Linked DNA regions of Mus musculus: all the other regions are linked to region 1. Evidence: chromatin contacts called from public HiChIP or PLAC-seq and promoter capture Hi-C data. All regions are on one chromosome and are shown on one strand. The core of a region is the stretch at or near the end of the contact, and the rest is flanking DNA. Distances in the headings are between cores, read along the strand shown.

Region 1 (2,788 bases), core at 146-2,645:
TTAATTTGTGTGAACTACATTTGAAATTCTTTATGTGAAATACTAACTTCAAATTGCCTGCCAAGGGTTCAATGAAGAGGGTGCAGCGTGTTTTGTGTTCAAAATCATGATTTTCTGAAGGGAGTTTGAATAGTGTAAAACCAGAAAGGGTTGCTAATATCTTAATAGAGGAAGTCCAAACTACACCTTTCCCAGTTTTTTTTTTTAACTTGAAACTAATTTTGTAACATTCTGTTTACTGAACTTCCTCATTTGCAAGGGTTTTCACACTGAATTAGATCTTGAGTGGATTTGTGCCCATCGAAGAGAGGATTTATGCAAACGGAGATGTGGAAGCATTCTCTGGAATAACCTGCCTTGTTAAGGCACTGATACCACAGATGTGGACGGCTCCCTGAAACGCGATCTTTTCTGAGATAGGCTCTGTAGGATCAAAATGTCAACATGTCTTCATGAATTCTTCAGCCTCTTTCATTCTTCCTCCCTCCCCTTCTGAGAGAGAGAGAGAGAGAGAGAGAGAGAGCGCTCACTTTGTTTCTCAGGTGTCTCAAACTCTGAGACTCAAGTGATCTTGCAGCTGGGGACAGTCCTGAGGAGCTGGGACTGCACCACCTCTCCTCAATTCTCTCCAGACAGGCTGACCTAGATAGAATCTGTATGGTTCTCAGCAAGCAATATTTTAGCTTTAGTTCCGTTTTGTCCTTTCGCTGTTTGCTAGCAGTGCGTTCTGGGGATATTGTGCTAACTGCCTCCCCGGTGCTTCCCATCCTGTGTAGAGCTGTACTCTCAGTGTTTGCAAAGCTACTGGAGGTCTGAAGAAGTACAGAGACCAACACTTCCCTTAATGAGGGCCAGTACTTCCCCAGTCACGGGTGAGATGGACCATCAGAAGCAGTGGACTTTGCTTCCTCTAAAAGAAAAACGTGAGGTTTATAATGGAAGCTTGACAAATTCTGAAACAAAATGCCCGCTTGATGAGCAGAGGTCTGCCATGATCATATCTATAGGAGACTTTGGGGATAATGGTCCGGGTCGGAGATAGGTAACTCCAGTGTTTGTCTCCTCTCCTGCAGCAGGGCATAGGTGGGCGTCACCCAGGCCTTTCTGCTCACTGGGATGTGAAAAGCTGAACTCACAGGTTAGTGCTGTACTTTCTGCCTTTCTTCTGGGAATGGAAGAACTGAGTGCTGTCTGAGACTGACAGCGTGGAACAGTCTCTGAGCTAAGCAGACCACAGTTTGTGTTCTGGTTAGCCTCTTGTTTGTTACATTTGAACAGTAGCCAAGTTTCTTTGTTGAGAAAGGAAGGCGCTAGGGCCCTGCAGGGAGATGATGGCTTTGTTGTGTGACCACAGAAGCTAGTTTTGTACTAATTTCCTCTAGGGCTTGTGATGAAGTCAGTAAACCACAGCCTCCAGCACGCTGTGCTCCTGCAGCAGCAGTGGCTTCTTGGTGCTGCCTTGGCCATGACACATATTTGACATGCCCTCCCTTAACCTACTCACAGACTCTTGCTCTGCGGCATGGACCAAAGAGAAATTCTGCAGCAACTACTGAAAGAAGCCCAGAAAAAGAAACTCAACAGTGAGGAGTTTGCCAGTGAATTTCTGGTGAGTTCTGGAATGCTCTGAAGAGTTCTTAGATAAACTGTGTAGCAGTCTGTGGTGGCCCAGTTTGCCTAGACGCAATTGCTGTAGGGATAACACGACCATGGAGTTTGGAGTGGAAGGGAGGAAGGCGACCTAAGAACATAACCTCTCTGGGCTTTGTTGTGTCTGTGCTCAGGGTTTTCTCCAGGTAGGCTGGTTTTAATGTTGGGTTTGCTTGTTCTTTTGAGCTTAATGGTCCTACAGAAGGTATAGACAGGTGTATGGATATTAATGCTTTCTGAACATCTGCAGAAAGCATTTGCATTGTGACATATGCTTCAGATTACTAATAAGAGTAGCTTTTCATGTTACGTGTTATTTTTAGCTTCCCTATAGGCTATCATTGGGATAACAGGGGTTTGAAAAACACCAAAAACTCTCATTTTGCCACTTTTTCTCCTATCCCTTTGAAAACAAGTTGATTATTAGAATAGGCATTTTCCTTTTTAACAATAGCTGGGCTTCTTTAACTTATATTGTCTGGAGAAGTGGGCTAGGGAGAGTGGGGAGTAGAGACACGTGAGAGACATGGAGAGCAAGGTAGCCTGGGAGCAGGTGGACTTGATTATCCAGAACTCAAATCCACTTAGAGGGAGCCATAGTTAACAGTGTAACAAAAGCTGGGCGGCCCATTTTCCATCCCTGTCAGGCACATCAGATAACATGGTATTTGACACACCTGTCATGCTTTTGGTTTTTGCTTAGTGTTTGTTTGTTTGTTTGTTTGTTTGTATCAGTATGTAGCTCTGTCTGGCCTAGAGCTCACTATGTAGATCAGGTTTGGCCTTGAACTTAAAAGATCCTCCTGCCTCTGCCTCACTGGGATCAAAGGCATGTACGACCACACCAACCTGCTGTGTTCTAAAAGCTTCTAATTGGTATTTCAGAACTGTAAGAATGTTAAGCCTTAGCCCTTCAGCTTTGAATTGAGAAAAATAAAGAACATCGACATGGTCATCATTCAAATTATCAAATATTTAACGTGTTCCCAAATCACCCTAACTCTTTGTTTTCTAGGTTAAAAAAATGAGGATAATAATTTATGTCCTATCTATCTCATTTTGGATTATTGTGATGATTATATCATTAATTATAATAATTAAATGAGAACAAGGTGTTTTGGAGGCACCCAGAGACCCA
Region 2 (2,788 bases), core at 181-2,680, 960 kb after region 1:
CATCCCAGGCGTCATTTCAGCCTGTTGTATGGCATACTATAGACTATGCTGTATGCATATCATACCTTGCGTACTGCATAGTTTTCATCTGTGTGTTCCCACAGTACCCAGCACAGGGTAGAGCATAATACAGGTCTTTGCCTCTATTTCAAGAAGCCACTCAACCCTTTTAATGTTCCTTTTAAGACATGTTCATGAATAACAGTAATATTCTGGTTAACGCGGACTCCTACCTTCTCCCCTAGCCTCAAGCTACACTATCATTATTAATTCCGTCTAAAACTCGCCCCAAATCACGTAACAGCAGCCATATCTCACCCATACTAGCATTTTGGTCAGTTGCAAGGCAAATCTCTCAAAATCTGTTAAGGCCCAATCCCATTCCCCTGCTTACTAGTGCACCTCTTTACACTCATCCCAGCTAAATTGCTTCTCCGGCTTCCATCCATAGCAGCAGCCTGTTGCTAGAGGTGTTCGTCTATGGTTTGACAGAAGTCTCTTTGATTTTTTTACTTGGGTGGTAACAGGAAAAGGAAACCAAATATCTTCAGCCATAGGGAAAAGGGGCCTCTAGGAGGCTGTCCCTGGCCCCGAGTCTCCATGGAGAAGCCACAGGTGCTAAGGGAGGTTTGATTGCCTACGCAGTTTGTGTTCTTTTCTCCCTAAAGCTCCCCGAGATTCTCCCGCCTACCCTGGGCCTCTTCAGCTCTCCCGCAGCGTGGACCCTGCAGGCAGTCCTCCCTTAACAAGGGGGCGGGGATCCCCGCTTGGCCCGCGCCTGCAGCGCCTTCCCTGTGGGACTCCCCTCCCCCACCATCGAGCCCCGACCACCGCGAGCCGCGCGTGGGCACCGACCCCTCCCCGCCGGGCTGGGCTGTGCAGAGCGGGCGGGCTACGGGTGGCGCTGGCTGGGCGTGGGCAGACGACGGAGTAGGTCTGCCAGGACCGGACCGGCCTGATCGGCCCCGGGCTGCATCCCTGTGCACCCGCGGCGGGAAGGTGGCCCCACCACCCGGGGCGCTGGCCCCGCGTCTTGGGGCCCGTGGTGGGCCGGCCCGTACCTGGGCTTGAAGTCGTGGTTGTAAATCGTCCGCAGCCGCTCACGATCTGTCTCCAGGTCCAGTCCACGTTCGGCCAGAAAACTCTCGAACCTCTGGCCGGTCTCCCGGAGCTTTCGGCAGCTGAACTTGCTAGGCATCGCGGCGGCGGCGGCTGCGGCCCAGGCAGGAGGGTCCGCGGAAATGAAACTGAAAGTCGCCGCCGCGGTTTAGAGTTGGCTGGTCTGGGGTGAGGGTGCAAAGGGGAAAAGCCCCCTACCTCTGACGTCTGCTCCGGCCAGCCACCTTCTCCCCGACTGCCTCCCCTCCTCCGTCCTTCTCCTACCTGAGCCTTCCTTTCGGTCTCTTCGTCCTATCCCCTCCCCCCCTTCACATTAACTCTTTCCTAAGGAGTCTGACCCCTCCCTCAGGGCCCTCCCCTTACCCCGAGCTCCCTCCCCTGGCAGCGAGCCAGGATCCGAACGTGGATATCGCCTGGGGCCCCCTAAACAGCCCGGAGGACCTTGGAGCCTCAGCTAGGGCTACTCCCACGCCCACTCTCCAGAGCCTCGGGACATAGAAAAGCTGCAGAGCAAAGGGCAGAGCCCCGGACATGGGTCGGCTGCAGCTGGACTGGGGCCGCTCGTCCAGCACCTCCCCCAGACTGCCAGGGACATAAACCAGTACGGAAGCGAGCGGCACGCCCCCTCCCCCATTCCCTCCCTCCTCTGGCTTTCTGATACAGAGGAAGGCAGAAGTCAAAGTTGTGTGTGTGTGTGTGTGTGTGTGGGGAATGGATGGAGGGAGAGCAAGTGTCTCTATAGATAAAGGGGTGTGCGTGTGGGAGAGAGGGACAAGAGCTTCTGCCAAGACCCAGTCCTTGCTTTTCTGGGTCACACAGGCTTCATAATACTTCAAGGTTGGAGATTCTTGCTCTTGAGCTATGCATTTGGGCACTCGGTTTGTGTTACTCTTCACTACTTATTGGCAGTAAATCATGATTGCCCAGCCAGTCAAAAAAACATTAGCACCTAGAGAGCCAGGCGTGCTAGGCAATAAATGGTTAACACTGACAACATTAGTACCAGGAAAAGAAGTAGACCAATATGCTTAGGCAAACTAAGGGGTGGGGCTACTATAACAACAAATGTAAAACAAGCCTTCTGCACCTATTTATCCCCTGGAATGAAACTAAAAAACAAAAACAAAACCCAAAACAAACAAACCCCATACACACTACAATGAGAAAGTGAGAAAGGCTTAATCTACCAGAATTCCACATGTATCAAAGTTACTGTTCTCCAAGGTTCCTTATAGGCAGCAACAGTCTAACCCAGGGTAGGGAATGCCCTGAACAGGGTCAAGTTCCCCCTTGGTTAACTACTCCTAAGCCAAGAGTATGCTATGCAGTCAGGAATGGAGACTACAGGAACAGGGAAATCTTACGTCCTAGAAATTGATGTAAACTCGAGGGAAAAACTAGGAGTAGCCAGATGCTTAACACCTCCAGACCTTCCCATCCACTTTATATGATGCAGGCTCAGAGAAGATAATAGACTTCTAAAAAGTACTGTTGTTTTGGGGCACAGTGGTCCAAGCCTGTAATCCCACTTCTTGAGAGTCTGAGGAAGGTCTACTAAGAGTCTGAGCCACTTTGGGTTACACAGCAGGACAGTCTCAAAAACAAAATTGCTATTCTTTATCATTTCAAAATCCTACAAATACACCTATGATGAGCACAATAAAAGTGC
Region 3 (2,788 bases), core at 159-2,658, 920 kb after region 1:
TTAGGCTGTCCCAAGGCAAAGGCAGCCATTTCTGCTCTGGGAATCTGCCCTTGCTCCCCTACCCTCCTCCCTCAGACTACAGAGCAGTGGGGGCAGTGACCCTGAGACGAGTGAATAGGCTTTCTTTTTCCTAGGAGTGAAGCAGGGGTGGGAGGGTCTAAGAATCGGTGCTGTCATCTTTCTGGTCTTGGGATAGAGCTAAGGTCAGAAAAGGGGGTGGAGTCTGCCAGCTTTGTCCCAGAAGAGACCGCTGGGGAAGAAGCCCCAGGTCTCCCAGTTCTGTGTCTCCCTCCACCTCTAACCAACCCATCCTGAGCCTTGCTTCCTGGACTCTTCTGAAACTGGCTGAATTCTGCTGCTGTGTCTCAGCCCCACCTCAGAGGGCTAGCCTTGCACGGCAACAGGTCTCTGCTTCCGTGCACAGCCCACAAGAGCTTCTCCACTCTCTGCCAAAGGCCTTTCCTCATTCAGTCCCCAGTGAGAAGTCAAACTGAAGCACATTGCTGGTGATCTGAGGGAGGGCCTATCGAGGGGAATGCAGGTGGGGGTGGAAGGTGTGTGGGGCCAGTCCCCTGGGCATGGGTGTGTCCCCACACTTCTAGATGAACCTCCTTTCTCATAAGTCTTCTTTCTCAGGCTATGCCAGGAACCCTCATTTTGACCATTGCAAATGCCATTCGTTCTTTTCTTGGGGACATCCTATTTCTGGTTGAGTTCTAACCGTGTCTGATCCAACACACACATTTCTCCTAGGTATTCCAGTGCTCAGAGAACCTGGAGAAGATGGGAGACTTGGGCTCTCTGGCGTTCTATTCATTCCCTCCTGGAAAGGTACAGGAGAAGGGAGTTTCTGGGATTTGTTCGTCAGCATCCATAGTCTGCCTCAGTTTCCTTGAGCTGTTTCCCCAATCCTTAATTCAGGCTAAGATGGGGCTGGGAGAGCAGCCTCCATAGCAACAAGAGGTCAACAAGAACCTTAAATCTTGCTTTTGCTTACTTCTGTTCCCTCTAGCATTTATTCTTACTCCTGGTACCCACCTGCTTCACAGCAGTGGCCCGGGTTCAACTTTCTGGCCTGAGGTCCTCGCTGCTTCTGAGCTTGGCATCTAGACTCTCCAAATCGGGCTCTTCGAGGGAGTGGCCAGCTTAGGTGTTGTCTGGTTTTGAGCTCTGTCCGCGATAGATCGTCAAAGTTGTTGCGCCCGAGGAGAGCAGGGGCTCTGGCTAAGCTGGAGTCTCCGGCTTAGAGCACCTAGATGCTCTGGTCCAGCACCCACCAGTTCTGCGGGGCTAGGCCGGGTCCTCCCGAGCTTTCGGTCTGCAGGTTGAGGAGCGCGCAGCCGCTAGACTGGGAGTCGTTCTCGCTACTCCAGCCTTTGCGGGCACCGCCGGCTTCTTCGAAACTGTGTGGGGGTGCTCTGCGGGGAACCTGGGCACAGCTGGCCCGCAGCGGCCTCTTGTGGCGCACAGCAAGTCAGGAATAGAAGCCCACCGACTCTCTTTTCAGGGACAGTTCCTTGAGCAAAACACATCAATTATAGCAGGTCACTAAAACTTTCAGGAATGTGGCCCCTAGTCTAGTAGTTCAAGGAGGTAGGTGGTATTTTGGGATGGGGATAGGCGTTGCATCTGGGAGTAGTATTCATTTAGACCAGCAGTAGGCTGTTACTTAAATCCGAGCTCATTAAATCTTACAATTCAGTTCTTCAGACCTCGGACAGGGTTTCACACCTGTAATCCAGAATTTCGGAGACAAGGCAGGGGTTAAGTGTGAGACCCTATCTAAAACAAACAAAAAAAACAAACAAACAAGCATACATACATACAAACAACAATAAAACTCAAACCAAACCGAACAACCTTCTAAACCCAAACAAAGAAAGAAAAGCACAGCAGGGGTAGGGAGATGGGAAGGTAAGATTGCCTGAAAGTTTGAGGAAGTTTGGTCTGTATGGTTTACACAAGGTTCCAGACCTGCTAATGGCTACTTAGCCAGACCACATCTTCAAAGGAAAGAAAGAGAAAAGGAGGTGGTGTGTGTGTGTGTGTGTGTGTGTGTGTGTGTATAAAATCCAGTTCTTTGTTAGTACAATCAAGTGTTATTTAAGGTGCTTCCCAGGCACTAAAAGCAGACCACTGTATTAGAAGATTCTCAAGTTGCATAGTTTTTGGTTTTTTTTTCTTTGTTTTGTTTTGTTTGTTTGTTTGTTTGTTTTACCACAGGGGTTCCCGGCTGCCACCCGGGAAGGATAGTAAATACTTTCAACGGGCTGGAGAGATGGCTCAGCAACCACACGATGGCTCACAACCATCTGTACAGCTGCAGTGTACACATATACATAAAATAAATAAATAAATATTTAAAAAAATATACTTCCAGCACAGAAGTGCTGCCCTCCTGCGTGGGAGGACCAAGGGTAGTACCGGGGTGGAGAACCAGGCTGCAAGGTTTCACCAGGCATGAATGGCCCTGTGGATAATGGGTGTGACTCTCACCTTGGAAACCAAATCTGAGGTTTCTAGTATCTTCATCAGAAAGACAGTCAATAGTCCCAACAACAAAAATACGACAGGTTCATGTTTTGGGCTCATTAAACACTTGAGGGTAGAAGTGTGCTGTGACTCTGCCTCTTCCCAGCAGAGGTGTATGTACCTGTTAGAGTAAGGAAGGTTTGGGAACGTAATAGTGTGGGGGAAACAAAGAAGGACCCTGCTTCTGGATCCTGAGCATACAGCCCGGGACGGGGCGCTCCCTCTCTCTGGATCTCTCTTTCCAGGGTGCTGAGAA
Region 4 (2,788 bases), core at 169-2,668, 840 kb before region 1:
TGTGCAATCTCTTAACTGTAATCTGCAAAGCAAGACTGAGAACCAGTTTGCAAACTCCAAACTTCATCTCCATGTCTGACGTCAAAGGGCTCTTCAGATCTTAACTCCTTTCAGCTTTGCAGGTATCTCATGGCTCTGGCTTTTCCAATACTGGGGTCTCCAATACACACACACACACACACACACACACACACAGAGTGGGGGGACAATATTCATATTTGTTGCTTATTTTATTTTATTACATGTAATTTGTTCCCCTGAAAGCCCTACCTATGTCTACAGAGGTCTGCAGTTTCTCTGAATAACCAACTGAAAGTATGGGTAAGAAGTACACTTGGCAGGTTGTGGTGGCACGCCCCTTTAATGCCAGGCCAGGAGAAGGGGGGGGGGTATCTCATGAGTTCTAGGCCAGCTAGATCTACACAGCAAGTTCTGGGTGAGTCCCTGTCTCTCCCCCGCAAGGAAAGTACACCAGGATGAGAATGTTCTCCTCTCCCACAGAAGCAGGAAATAGATGGGAGTGTCCTCAGGGAGCTACCCTTTACCCAAAATGGTTAAGAGGACCACTGAAGTTGGGCATGGTTGTCCACACTTTTAATCCCACTAGGCTGAAGCAGGCAGATTTCCCAGAGTTCCAGGGCAGCATGTGCTACATGTGAGACCCTGTCTCAAAAAACAAACAAAAATAAAAAACCAACAAGATAGTAAAAGTAAAGTAATTGTTTTCTAGATTATTGACAGGGCAGCCTAAATAACTTTGCAATGGTTAGATCTAACCATTCCACTCCTCTACTCCAGTCAGGTGAATTATGCTTTTAGCCTGCTTTCAGCCTTTTAAATACTTATTCAGACTGACACACTACAAAAATCTTCTGGTAACTGAAACGGACAGTTAAAGTGGTTTGGGGAATTTTAGATTTTATTGATAATACAGCCTCGCTTATTTTTGTCTGTCGCAAGCAATGTAGTTTCTGGAAGACAAAAGCTTTACAAATTACTTTGTTAAAAACTTTTCTCTAAAGCAATGAAATCCCTTCTAATGTAGGAGACAGGAGAAAGCCTGTCCCGTGACTAAAGAGAAACTGCGATTTGGACTCCTGGATTATGGCTGAGGAAAGTGAAATCTTTTTATTCACGACACTCCCGGATCTGCCCTCAGAACTGTTCCTACTTCATAAGGCCTTCCTACTCAAGCCTCGTCGCTGAAAGCTTTCGGGCTCGCGAACACCGGGTGAACGCCTAAATTCACCCTTCGCCCCGCCCCCAGCGTCGCAGCAGAGTCACTAAACGCAGAGATTGCTTCTGGCACTACCCAGGGGCGAACGTAGAGAAGAAGAGTCACCGGCTTGCGTGTGGCTAAACGCAGGTCAGCGGCTGGCGTCACTCAGCCCTCGCGCGCAAGCGTACTAAGAGCACGCTCCCCCCACCTTCCCGTGCACGCGCTCGGAGCCTGCAACTCTCGCGAGAGAAGCGAGATTTATTCCTACGTACCGGGCCGTGCTGCTTATGGCGGCGCTGGAGAGGGGGCGCTGAGCTGTTGGGGTGAGTACGACCTCAGTGTTAAAGTGGGGGTAGCAACGAGCCAGGTTAAAGACAGCTGAGGAGACTCAGGTTAACGGGAGGGACCTCTGAGTGTCAGAGTGGGCACTCCTAGAATTCCGGATGGAGGAGAGTTCAGTGTGAGTTCCTACTCCAGGCGTCCCTTTTTCACCCTGGCTTCAACCGTCTCGGCCTCAGGGCCGGCCGCGAAGCCTTAGTGAGGAGGTGAGGCCAGGGGGTGCGGGTAGCGGCGGTGTCGGTGTCGGTGTCGGTGACTGAAGTGGGGGGAGGGAGCGAAAATGGAAACTCCGACCGCAGCCAAGATGGAGGCAGAGGGTGCGGGGCTCGGGCGCGAAGGCTGCCGGGAGCTGTAGTCCGTCCTCTTCCCCCTCTGCGGCTTGGCGGGGGAAAGGGAACTACAAGTCCCGGCGGGAGGGGTGAGGGGGTGGTGGCGCGGTCCTTTGTGTGCAGCTGGAAGAGGCCGGGGAGAAGGGCCTGTTCTTTTTTTCGGGACCTTGTCTGTCTTGGCCGTCACTGGCTTTGGGGATACTACTACGACTACCAGAGCGCAGTGCGGCAGTGGCGCCTTCTTTGTGTGTGGGTTGAGACCCTGTTCCATCTAGGGAAAGTGCTGCGGGACACCTCTGTTCCCTCAGCCACATCTGACCCTAGCGCGGCGGAATTGACACCTTTACTCACATTCTCTTGTGGCTGGGTCTCCACACCTAACTGTCCTTTGGCATTTGAAAAAGGAGTCGGGCCCCGTTCTAGGCACGTGTCTCCCACCTTTCTGTCTGGGGTAAATGGCATGCGTTAGGAGAGTTCCGTGATGCCCTCCCTCCGTGGTGCAAGCGCTGGCCTACATTGTGCAATGAATGGCTTGGCTTTGTCATGTATCTATCTAGTGTGAGAGCCCCAGTCGGAGAGCAAATTAAATTGGAAGATTTGACCGTCGAACGTTTCAACCATACCCAATCTTAGTGCCCCGGTTCTTTTGCTTTAAAGAGTTAACCTTAGAAACACCTTTGTGGCTGGTCTCCAACCTGACTCACAGGTGAGCAGGGAGTACTCCTTAACACTTTCCACTGCAGAAAACATTCTGAACATTATTAAACCACTTAGTTTCCTTGTTCTGCAACTAAAATGAGCAAAAAGATAGTGCTGTTTAAGCAGTTGAGGAGGACGGGCAGAAAGGAACTAAGGATGTTTAAAGATTGTAGTTGAGTTTGGACATTATGTTAGGCTGATG
Region 5 (2,788 bases), core at 137-2,636, 820 kb after region 1:
TTGTTTTGTTTTTTATTTGTTTACAGTCTCCCCTTAGCCCAGGCAAACCTGGAACTAACTCTGTAGTTAGGCTGGTCTCAAACCCACATTGGTTCTACCTTACCCTCTCAAGTGCTGGGATTACTGGTGTGAGCCATCATCACCATGCCCTGACGGGCATGCCTTTACCTACCTTACTCCTAAATTTGCAAACACCTCAGGGTAGTTTTGCAGCTGGTGAAACTGGAGTTGTGTTGGGTTAAGTCACTCTTGCTTATCAATGTCACGTGACCATTTGTGCATAAGCTAAGAAAAATCTTTTTTCCAGTAGTGAGGCCTGAACCCTGTCGCCAGGGCCTCTTAAGCAAATGCTGTCACTGAGCTGTGTACCCTTAGCTCCCTGACCTGAAATCTCCACCCCTTCACGCCTGACATTCATGACTGCTTCCCGGTGACCTTGTGTCCTGGATCCCTGCTTCTTATAGTCCTTCTTTCCCCTAGAGGCAGGCTCAGAAAGCTGTTTTCCTCTTACTCTTGTCTCGGGTCATTTGGCTGAGGAATTGCAGCTGCCTGGGCGGGGCTGGATGGTAGAGGTGTCTGGATCCGCAGAGAGGAAGCGACTGGAGTTCTCAAGAGTCCTGGGTTCACACTGACCCTTCCTGGTGTTCCCTGGCCCATTGCAGTCCTCCTGGGCATTGCCTAGGCTCCCCGTGTTTCTGCTTGCTTACACCCAGTCCTCAGGATGTCCTCTTCCCTTGCTAGAGCCTCAGCCTACGAGCCCGAAGCTCACATCCTGGGGGTTAATTTCTACCAACTCTAATGCCTTCAAATCCCAGGCTGAGCCTTCAGGCCAGGGTACAGCCTGCAGAGCTGACTCATGTGAAGTAGCTATTGGGTGACAAAGGTGAGAGTGGGCAGAAGCCTCCAGCTGCCCCTCCCATCCCTCCCCCCCCCCCCCAATCTGGGCTCCAAGCCACTGTCCCACGCAGCTTTCAGGGGGAAATGTCCTGATCTAAACTAAGACCAGTGCTATTTCCTGGGTCACAAGATCTCCACTGTGCCCCCTGGACAAATCTCGGTGACACCGGGTGCTTGAGCTGCATGGCTGGACAGGCTCCAGGCTTTGATGCAGCTTCTGCTTGAGGCGTTTACCCCAGCAGCTTGGCCAAGCTAAAGCAACCATTCATCCTGACTGTTTCCAAATGGGGGACTTCCTCTGATGGGAAGATCGTCTGATTCTAATGGGGTCTACATCTTGCCTTAAGTGCTGCTCCTAGAAGACACTAGCGCCAGCCCCCTGGGAGTAGAAACTGTCTACTCCCTCCCACCTACACCTCTGGAGAAATCCACGCACCCACCCTCACACCCCAGTACTGCGGTCATTCCTAACACAACACACCCCAGTGACCGCAAACATCCTCCCTCCTACACACAGCTGGACCTGATCTACAGAGGCGTTAATTCCTCAGGACCTGAACAGCGGCTGTTCCAAGTCCAGGGAGACCTCACGCCGACCTTCAAGGAACAAGAGAGGGGCCCGTCGCTGGACACCCAGGATGGTCTCCGCCCACCCTCTTTCCCATCAAAGCCTTTTCTCCGACATAGCTCCGTAGAGACAGTTCAGGCCCTTACGTGGCAGTGTGCGGCGCCCTCGTGTGGCCCATAGCCACCCAGCACGCTGGCCCCCTGGACCTTAGCTTTACCTCGGCTCCCCTGGCACACCTAGGTGTCCCCTCCCCCATCCGCTCCCCCCAGCTGTCCCCACCGGATGTCAGAACTCCACCTATTCCTGTACGGTGGCTTCCTGTCGGTCAGACCAGGTTAACCTGCTCTTTCCATTAATAGGAGGCTTTGAGAGTCTGGAGCAGGAATCCTGCCACGCTTAGCAGATGCCCTGCTGAAGTGAATTTCCTCATGTGTCTGTCTCCCTGCCCACTCTGAAAGGGCTTCGTCTAGGAAGTGAAAGAAAGGAAAACAAAAACAAAATTACAAAACCAGAGTAAGTTCGCAAGAAAACCAGAGTCACCCATCATCAACTGGGCTTTGACAATTTATCCACCGGAGGGAATGCGAGCTGACTTTCAAGCGTTAAGATTTATGGGAGGCTATTGGTACTGGGCACATAGCTAAGGCAAAGATAAGTCAATCATGCTTAGTGGAGCCAAAACCAGGTTGTTTACCAACCTTCACTGATGATAGTGACGATGATGATGATGGCAAAAAGAGAAATAGCTGTAATTCCAAGTAAGCCAGTTTAGCTGTTATGAATAGGAAATCCCCTTTGGGCTAACCTGTACAAGCCCAGTTAACCTATCTTTGTGAGGTTTTTTTGTTTTTTGTTTGTTGGTTTGTTTGTTTTGTCTTTTTGTTTTTTGAGAAAGGGTTTCTCTGTATAGCCCTGGCTGTCCTGGAACTCACTTTGTATACCAGGCTGGCCTTGAACTCAGAAATCCGCCTGCCTCTGCCTCCCGAGTGCTGGGATTAAAGGCATGCGCCACCACGCCCGGCTTCTATGTGAGTTTTTGTTGTTTTTTTGTTTTTGTTTTTGTTTTTGAGATGGTCTCACGATGCAGCAGCCCTGGCCAGCTTGGAACTAACAGAGATCTACCTACCTTTACCTCCAGAGTTCTGGGATTTAAAGAGTGCCACCTTTTGATTGGCTGATTGATTATTTGATGCTGGGAACTGAACTCATATCAGAGTCTTAGTCACTCTTCTGCTGTTGGCATTGAACACCCCCCCCCCCACAGCACCCCCACCCACCCCCCACCCATCCACCCCCCACCCTGCTGCCTCAAGCAAATCTGCT
Region 6 (2,788 bases), core at 86-2,585, 780 kb after region 1:
TTGAGTTTGAGGCCAGTCTAATCAACGTTACAAGTTTCAGGCCAGCCAAGAGAATACATAATAAGGCCATGTCTCAAAACACAAAATTAAACAAATAATCTTAGCGGTAGGGAGACAGAGGCGGGTTGATTTTTTTTTTTTTTTCATGTTTGCTCTCTTAGTTCGAAGCCAGCCTGATCTACATGATGAGTTCCAGGCCAGGTGGAGCTATACACACACACGAGGCTATCTCAAAAAAAAAAAAAAAAAAAAAAAAAAAAAACAAGAAATCAAAAACAACCAACCAAATACCCATCTCGTAATAATAAAAATATCAAGGGTCCTGGCCATCAAGAGTACTCACTAGTTTACCACTTCAAGACACTTTGGAATCTGGGCTTGGTGAAGAACCGAAAATGGCTCTTGTGACACCAGGCTCTGTGGCTTTGACTTTAAATGTTGGCGACTTCCTAGCCTGGTGACTTCTGCCAGTTAACCTCGTGAAGCCCGGGGTTCCTTAGTTACAAGATCTTCTTGGCACCTAATACGGTTGTGAAGATCATACAAGATAATTCTGGTACAGTGCTTACTTAGCATGCAACTGTCCTAATCCCACTAGCCATAATCCCGACCCGTCCCCCAAATCCAGTGTTCATAAACTTCTGGCCTAAGAGCATGCTCATATCAGCGTTTCCAACGTACACACTCTCTGCCCCGGGGCCAGTTTCTCCTGACCGGCTTGTCCTTAAACTAAGCGTTCATCAAATGCCACAGGTCAGGCTCTGTGACGAGATACTTGCGTAAAATCGCACATTAAACTTCCTAACGCCTCCATAGTGGCTGATGTAGCGCAAGGAAACAGGCCCGGAGGGTTCCAGCAACTTCCCAGGGTCCCCGAGCCCGGGTTCCAGGCCCACATCGGAGTCTACCAGTGTCCGTCCATTCAAAATGCTGTTCAGTCCCCGGACTCCGACGGTCCATCGCCTTCGCCCTCTGCACCTCAGGGTCCGCCCTCAGGGCAGTTTTTTTTTCCCCTTTTCTCCTCCAGAGCCTGAGGGGTGAGGCCCACGATGGCGTCCCCGGCACGCGCCAAAAGAAGCTACCCCCTCAGAGCGCTGATAAGGATGTGCGGGGTCTCCGGGCCGCGGCGCCGGGTCACGTGGCGGGAAGGGGGGCGCCGGCGCGCGCGCCCGAGCGAGCGAGCGGGCACGCGCAGCCCGCAGCGTGTGGAGGCGCGAGATGCCGAGCTGGGAGTATGTATGGCAGGGAGGGGGCGGCGGCCGGGAAGGCCGACTCCACCCCCTGTGCGCATGCTCCGGCCCCCGCGGGTTATAAGGCAGCCGCGCCTGCCCCGCCAGACAAAGTGGCGAGCTGCGACGTGACTGGTCGGTCGTGTAGGTGCAGCAGCCAAGGAGCCCGGCGGCGGGCAGGGGACACGAGCGGGACCCCCCCGGCTCCGAGGAACTGCGGCCCGCGCCGCCGCGTCACGCATACTCCGGGCGCCGCGAGACACACATAACGGTTAGTCCGGGCTGAGCGGGCAGCGCGCGGCACGGAATCCGCGGTGCCCTTGGTGCCCCGGTGGGGTCGCGGAGCCCCGCGGGCACGCGGGGACTTTCCTCCCTGGGGCAAGGGTCGGGGCGAGCGACGCGGCATCCTGGGCGCGCGGAGCCGCGTGGCCCGGAACGTGGCGTGGGTGAAGGGGACCTTGAGGCGCTGGGCACAGCGTCTCTCCCGGCCGAGCTGCGGGCCCGTGGTCAGGTGGCGGCCGCCGGGCTGCGGGAGTCGGGTCATGGTGCCCGGTGACCTTGGGGGAGACGCTTCCAGCGCTGCCTACTCTAGGCGCCTGGAGAGATGCTTAGGTCGGGAAGAGGGACGACCTGAGGCCGCTTCACGTGGTGCACTCCTGCCGCCTTCTGCTGGGGCGGGAGTTACTTAGGACTCGTGGCATACCCGCCCAGCCTCCCCGGTCTGCCAATCGGTGTCCCACCAGGTGACTTGCTAGAGTGGTGTGAGGAATGTGAGGAGCTGCATTGCGGACCGCCGGTACAAGACTACGGGGTTCGAGTGAACTTTGAGGAAGGGGCTCTTTATGGTCCAACCTGTGGCTTCGGCGCGTCTGCCGCGGGCACGGGGTCCCAAGGCATCCCTGTGGAGCAGATTTAAACGTCCTTATATTTGGTCAGAGCACACTTTCTGGGCCAAGTACATCCCTTTGCCGAGTACATTTTAGCTTTTCTTTATGATGGCGTTTTTGGTGCAACCAGCAGTTACGAAAACTAGCGTCTGATCACTCAACCAGGAAACGCACGTGTTACTACTTCAGTCTTTTCCCGTTTTCCAGTGGCTCATTATAAACTGGCGGGCTACTGCTAGTAGTTACACAGTGACAAACTACTTTTGTTTTTTTTTACCCATAACTAATTTTGAAATCTTAAGGCGTCATTCCGCTTAGGCTCGGGGTGTGTTGCTCAGTGGCATGAGTACCTACCTGCCTGGCCTACCATGCCTGAGGCTCCAAAGTTTGATCGTCGGCATTGAAAAAAAATTACTTTGGTTTTAAATGAGTATATGCTGATGTGTGAGATTAGTAATTGTACGAGAGTTTGGGAAAGGGTGGATGGGAATTAAATCAAGCAGGGTGGGTTTTTGTTCTCGTGTTTTGCTTGTTTTTCTCAGCTGAATAAGAGACTCTTGAATTTATTTATTCATCATTCATTTATTTTAATTAAGTGGTAAATGGTGCTTCTAAGTCCAAGTCTTCGGGGATGTGTATGTGTGTGTGTGTGTGTGTGTGTGTGAGAGAGAG
Region 7 (2,788 bases), core at 114-2,613, 760 kb before region 1:
CTTCCTAGTCACTAAAATAATACAAATTACTATGTATTATCTTCAGACTTAAAGGACACCTCTCACCATTAGGTGTAGCTCCATCCTACCCATGAGAGGGCAGTAGAACACATGCATGTTAATTAACGTTCATCTTGGAATTCAAATCTTCATCCTGCTAAAGAATCTTCGTGGATGCAAACTTCAAAATGTAAATCTTAAAAACGCTGTTTTAGTCCCGAATTTCACCTTGTACAACTATCTGTGATACTTTCCAAACAGACTAGATTAAATGCCACTTGTGTTGGCTCAGGACTATGCTTGCACCCCAGAAGCAGGGGTAGGAGGATAAGAAGTTTGAAAAATAATAAAGAACACACATGTCTACATTTAAAGACATACACATTAGGTAAGGGATCAATGGAGTTTGCAATGTATTCCAAACCATATTTACATTTATTTCCTCACTGGAGTATTTTAAAGGAATTGTCAATACTTCTCCCTCAGGTAGAAAGTAATCCTTTTACTGTCCCCACCTCATGTCCCCACCTCATAGCTTCACAAGGGATTGGGACTTTTTTTTTTTTTTCCAAGTCTTGGTTGAGTTGGCTGGTGACAGTCATCCGCGATGTGTAATTAAACACCTCTCTGTGGCAGTCTTCTATTTTGGTACCTCTGTGTGAACAAGCCAGGGAAGTTTGGTTACCAGACACAAGGTCGGATGGAGTGGGTGGGGTGGAGTGGGGCGGGGCGCGGTGAGGTGGGGCAGTTAGATCGTGCTGGGAAATAGGTTCCACTCATCCCAGTCTCGCAGAGTGAAACTGGGCTATTCTTGCAGCAGGCACAGAGCCATGTGCATACCTGAGCAAGATCGTGTGGTAGGGAGAATTTAAGCGTGAGTCTCAAGTGGGTGTGGCAACCCAGTCGGCACCCGGACTAGGCACCAAAGGCATCCGGCTTGTGATTCCAAACCCGGGGCCAGGTGCGTTATTGGCATCTCTTTACTAGCTGGCATTCCCGATGAATGTTTGCTCCCTGAGCTGCTTTGGGGTTTTCTTAAAGAAGTTGCTGTTTGGCTCCTCTGGTTCTACTAGGCTCTGCCTTGCTGTAAAGGTCTGTCTCGTGTAGTCGCACAGACCGTAGATCCGGAGATAGAGCTTTGGCTCCAGGCCTGGGCAGGGGCTGCACCGTGGAACCAGCGCGGTGCAGCGCACACTGGTACCCCAGCGCTGGGGGCGGAGAGACCGCCTGGCGTGGGTTCCGAGCCTTGAGGAGAGCCCTGGAAGGACAGAGCCTTACTGGGTGAGCTCGGGGGCGTGCCCAGGCAAAAGAGGGCGTGTCTTAGCCTGGAGGGCGGGGACTGCGGAACCTGTGGGGGCGGGACGAAGATGTGGGCGCTGGATCCCAGAGGCCACCGACGCGAGTCTGGGATCCCTGCGCGAGGCGGCGTCGCGGCCCAGGCAGGTAGGCGACGGGATGCAGCGAGGGAGTGGGGCCATGGGGCCTCTGCCGCTCAGCTGTTGGCGTCGCCCCATGGCGTCCCGTGTGTTCGTGGTCAGCCGAGAGCTGGGTACCTCGGGCCAGGGGAAGGCGGGTGTCAGCCTGCGAGCCGCGGGCGCGGTCGGGGGTGCAGGGCCGGGGAGCCCAGGCGCTCGCCGCCGCGAGGAAACGCGCCTATCAGGCGGTCTTGAACTTGGACGTGCCCGGACGGAGCACTTCAGACAAGCGGTAAAGCGTGTGTTCGCGCGCTTTGCTTCGGAACTACGGGGCAGGCACGATAGAGGAAGTCGTCAAGTAGTTTTTTAAGATAAAATTCCTACAGTGGGACTGGAGTAGGACTGTGGAGTAACCAGGAGAGAAGATGATGATTAGATTGTGAGTCAAAAGGCTTCGCTCTGGAGCTCAGAGCCGCAAACAAACCGTCACACCTCCGTCAGGGTTAACTCTAAGAGGTGTGTGTCCCCGGAGTGCAAAACTGGGACGCTCATGGGTTCTCATGTTCTGAGAGGAATGACAGTGTTCTACAAATGTCAGGCATTGTTGTTTGATACACACACACATGCACCCCGGAGCATGTGTAGTTTGTAAAACTACTAAGTGCCTAGTACAGTAGGCACCCTGGTAAACCTTTATCCCAAAGCTACTACTGATTCGCCTGTATTGTTAGAGAAAGTTCTAACTTCTGTTTACTATGTAAATAAGTTATCTAAGCGTCATTTCCACATAATCACCATTGTTTGAAGAGCAGAGCTATTCTTAACTGAGTCATGACATTTTCTAAAATAGCATGCTATCTGTATACCGTAGTGCAATCATTTACCATGAAGCTTGTACCAATCAGAAAATCTGTTACTTTGCCTTAGATTAGCTGAAGGTATTTCATAAAGTGAGCTGAGAGTACTGCCTCAAAACAAGACTTTTATTTTGCAAATTCAGGGGCTGCTTATAAAAAGATCTGAGTTCTCTAAAACAAAGTTAATGTGTGGCTGTGGCATTTGTACAGTTTTTATTATAGACATTTGTGTTCTCTACTTGTGTGTGTGTGTGTGTGTGTGTGTGTGTGTGTGTGTGTGTGTGTATTTTAGGGAGAGATGGGAAATTTAAAAAGGAATAGCAGTCTGTAACCATGAGGTTTCTACTAGGGATACGTAAGAGTGATCTGGAGTATTTTCAAAGACAGAAACCAGCAACTGTAGTAATTGTGTCTCAAGGCCTCTTGTTAGTCTGTTAAATGTGGCAATTGACTTTTTTTAGATGCAGAAATATCAGTGTTTTTGATTGAGAACAGTAGGCAATTTCTTTCCTTTTC

The links. Promoter capture Hi-C pulls out the DNA fragments that hold promoters and counts their contacts. HiChIP or PLAC-seq counts read pairs in DNA pulled down with a chosen protein or histone mark.
Region 2: an H3K4me3 HiChIP or PLAC-seq map of the 230-238 cell line shows a contact between it and region 1, with 4 times the contacts expected there. The contact joins the promoter of Mov10 here to the promoter of Ptpn22 in region 1. A contact is called at or near these places in 3 of 39 promoter capture datasets (the C10 cell line, liver and pre-B cells), 1 of 484 Hi-C or Micro-C datasets (B cells) and 2 of 115 datasets of contacts at active chromatin or transcription factors (the 230-238 cell line and memory CD8 T cells).
Region 3: a promoter capture Hi-C map of pre-B cells shows a contact between it and region 1, with 4 times the contacts expected there. The contact joins the promoter of Tafa3 here to the promoter of Ptpn22 in region 1. A contact is called at or near these places in 4 of 39 promoter capture datasets (hippocampal neurons, liver and pre-B cells) and 2 of 115 datasets of contacts at active chromatin or transcription factors (T-cell acute lymphoblastic leukemia and memory CD8 T cells).
Region 4: a contact with region 1 is called in a promoter capture Hi-C map of the HPC-7 cell line, with 2.7 times the contacts expected there. The contact joins the promoter of Csde1 here to the promoter of Ptpn22 in region 1. A contact is called at or near these places in 4 of 39 promoter capture datasets (the C10 cell line, the HPC-7 cell line and cranial neural crest) and 1 of 115 datasets of contacts at active chromatin or transcription factors (memory CD8 T cells).
Region 5: a contact with region 1 is called in a promoter capture Hi-C map of hippocampal neurons, with 2.7 times the contacts expected there. The contact joins the enhancer-like site here to the promoter of Ptpn22 in region 1. A contact is called at or near these places in 4 of 39 promoter capture datasets (the C10 cell line, hippocampal neurons and stem cell-derived epiblast-like cells), 2 of 15 datasets of contacts at CTCF or cohesin (large pre-B cells and pro-B cells), 2 of 115 datasets of contacts at active chromatin or transcription factors (large pre-B cells and memory CD8 T cells) and 1 of 9 other capture datasets (adipose tissue).
Region 6: a contact with region 1 is called in an H3K4me3 HiChIP or PLAC-seq map of pro-B cells, with 5 times the contacts expected there. The contact joins the promoter of Slc16a1 here to the promoter of Ptpn22 in region 1. A contact is called at or near these places in 3 of 39 promoter capture datasets (the C10 cell line and embryonic stem cells), 2 of 484 Hi-C or Micro-C datasets (CD4 T cells and regulatory T cells), 3 of 115 datasets of contacts at active chromatin or transcription factors (large pre-B cells, memory CD8 T cells and pro-B cells) and 1 of 9 other capture datasets (pancreatic islet).
Region 7: a contact with region 1 is called in a FOXA1 HiChIP or PLAC-seq map of pancreatic cancer cells. The contact joins the promoter of Dennd2c here to the promoter of Ptpn22 in region 1. A contact is called at or near these places in 2 of 39 promoter capture datasets (both in liver) and 2 of 115 datasets of contacts at active chromatin or transcription factors (memory CD8 T cells and pancreatic cancer cells).

The regions. Positions count from the first base shown.
Region 1 is chr3:103,858,882-103,861,669 of GRCm38.p6, forward strand. Ptpn22 (protein tyrosine phosphatase, non-receptor type 22 (lymphoid)) reads left to right here and starts at 1,396. Exons shown (of 21, transcript NM_008979.2): 1 at 1,396-1,609. The coding sequence starts at 1,523.
Region 2 is chr3:104,816,875-104,819,662 of GRCm38.p6, forward strand. It overlaps Mov10 (Mov10 RISC complex RNA helicase), which reads right to left and starts at 1,431. Exons shown (of 20, transcript NM_008619.2): 1 at 1,062-1,431. The coding sequence starts at 1,198.
Region 3 is chr3:104,776,139-104,778,926 of GRCm38.p6, forward strand. Tafa3 (TAFA chemokine like family member 3) reads right to left here and starts at 1,409. Exons shown (of 7, transcript NM_183224.3): 1 at 1,039-1,409.
Region 4 is chr3:103,019,128-103,021,915 of GRCm38.p6, forward strand. It overlaps Csde1 (cold shock domain containing E1, RNA binding), which reads left to right and starts at 1,419. Exons shown (of 19, transcript NM_001161854.2): 1 at 1,419-1,542.
Region 5 is chr3:104,673,960-104,676,747 of GRCm38.p6, forward strand. No RefSeq gene overlaps it. Among named protein-coding and RNA genes, the nearest start is that of Gm34548, 5.3 kb to the right of the region's middle. Within about 2 kb of position 1,387, at least 184 of the 459 cell types and tissues checked have an H3K27ac peak or open chromatin away from gene starts, as enhancers often do. A contact at or near this core is called in adipose tissue, hippocampal neurons, memory CD8 T cells and 1 more, where this site is marked.
Region 6 is chr3:104,637,329-104,640,116 of GRCm38.p6, forward strand. It overlaps Slc16a1 (solute carrier family 16 (monocarboxylic acid transporters), member 1), which reads left to right and starts at 1,336. Exons shown (of 5, transcript NM_009196.4): 1 at 1,336-1,500.
Region 7 is chr3:103,101,296-103,104,083 of GRCm38.p6, forward strand. It overlaps Dennd2c (DENN/MADD domain containing 2C), which reads left to right and starts at 1,364. Exons shown (of 19, transcript NM_001384113.1): 1 at 1,364-1,443.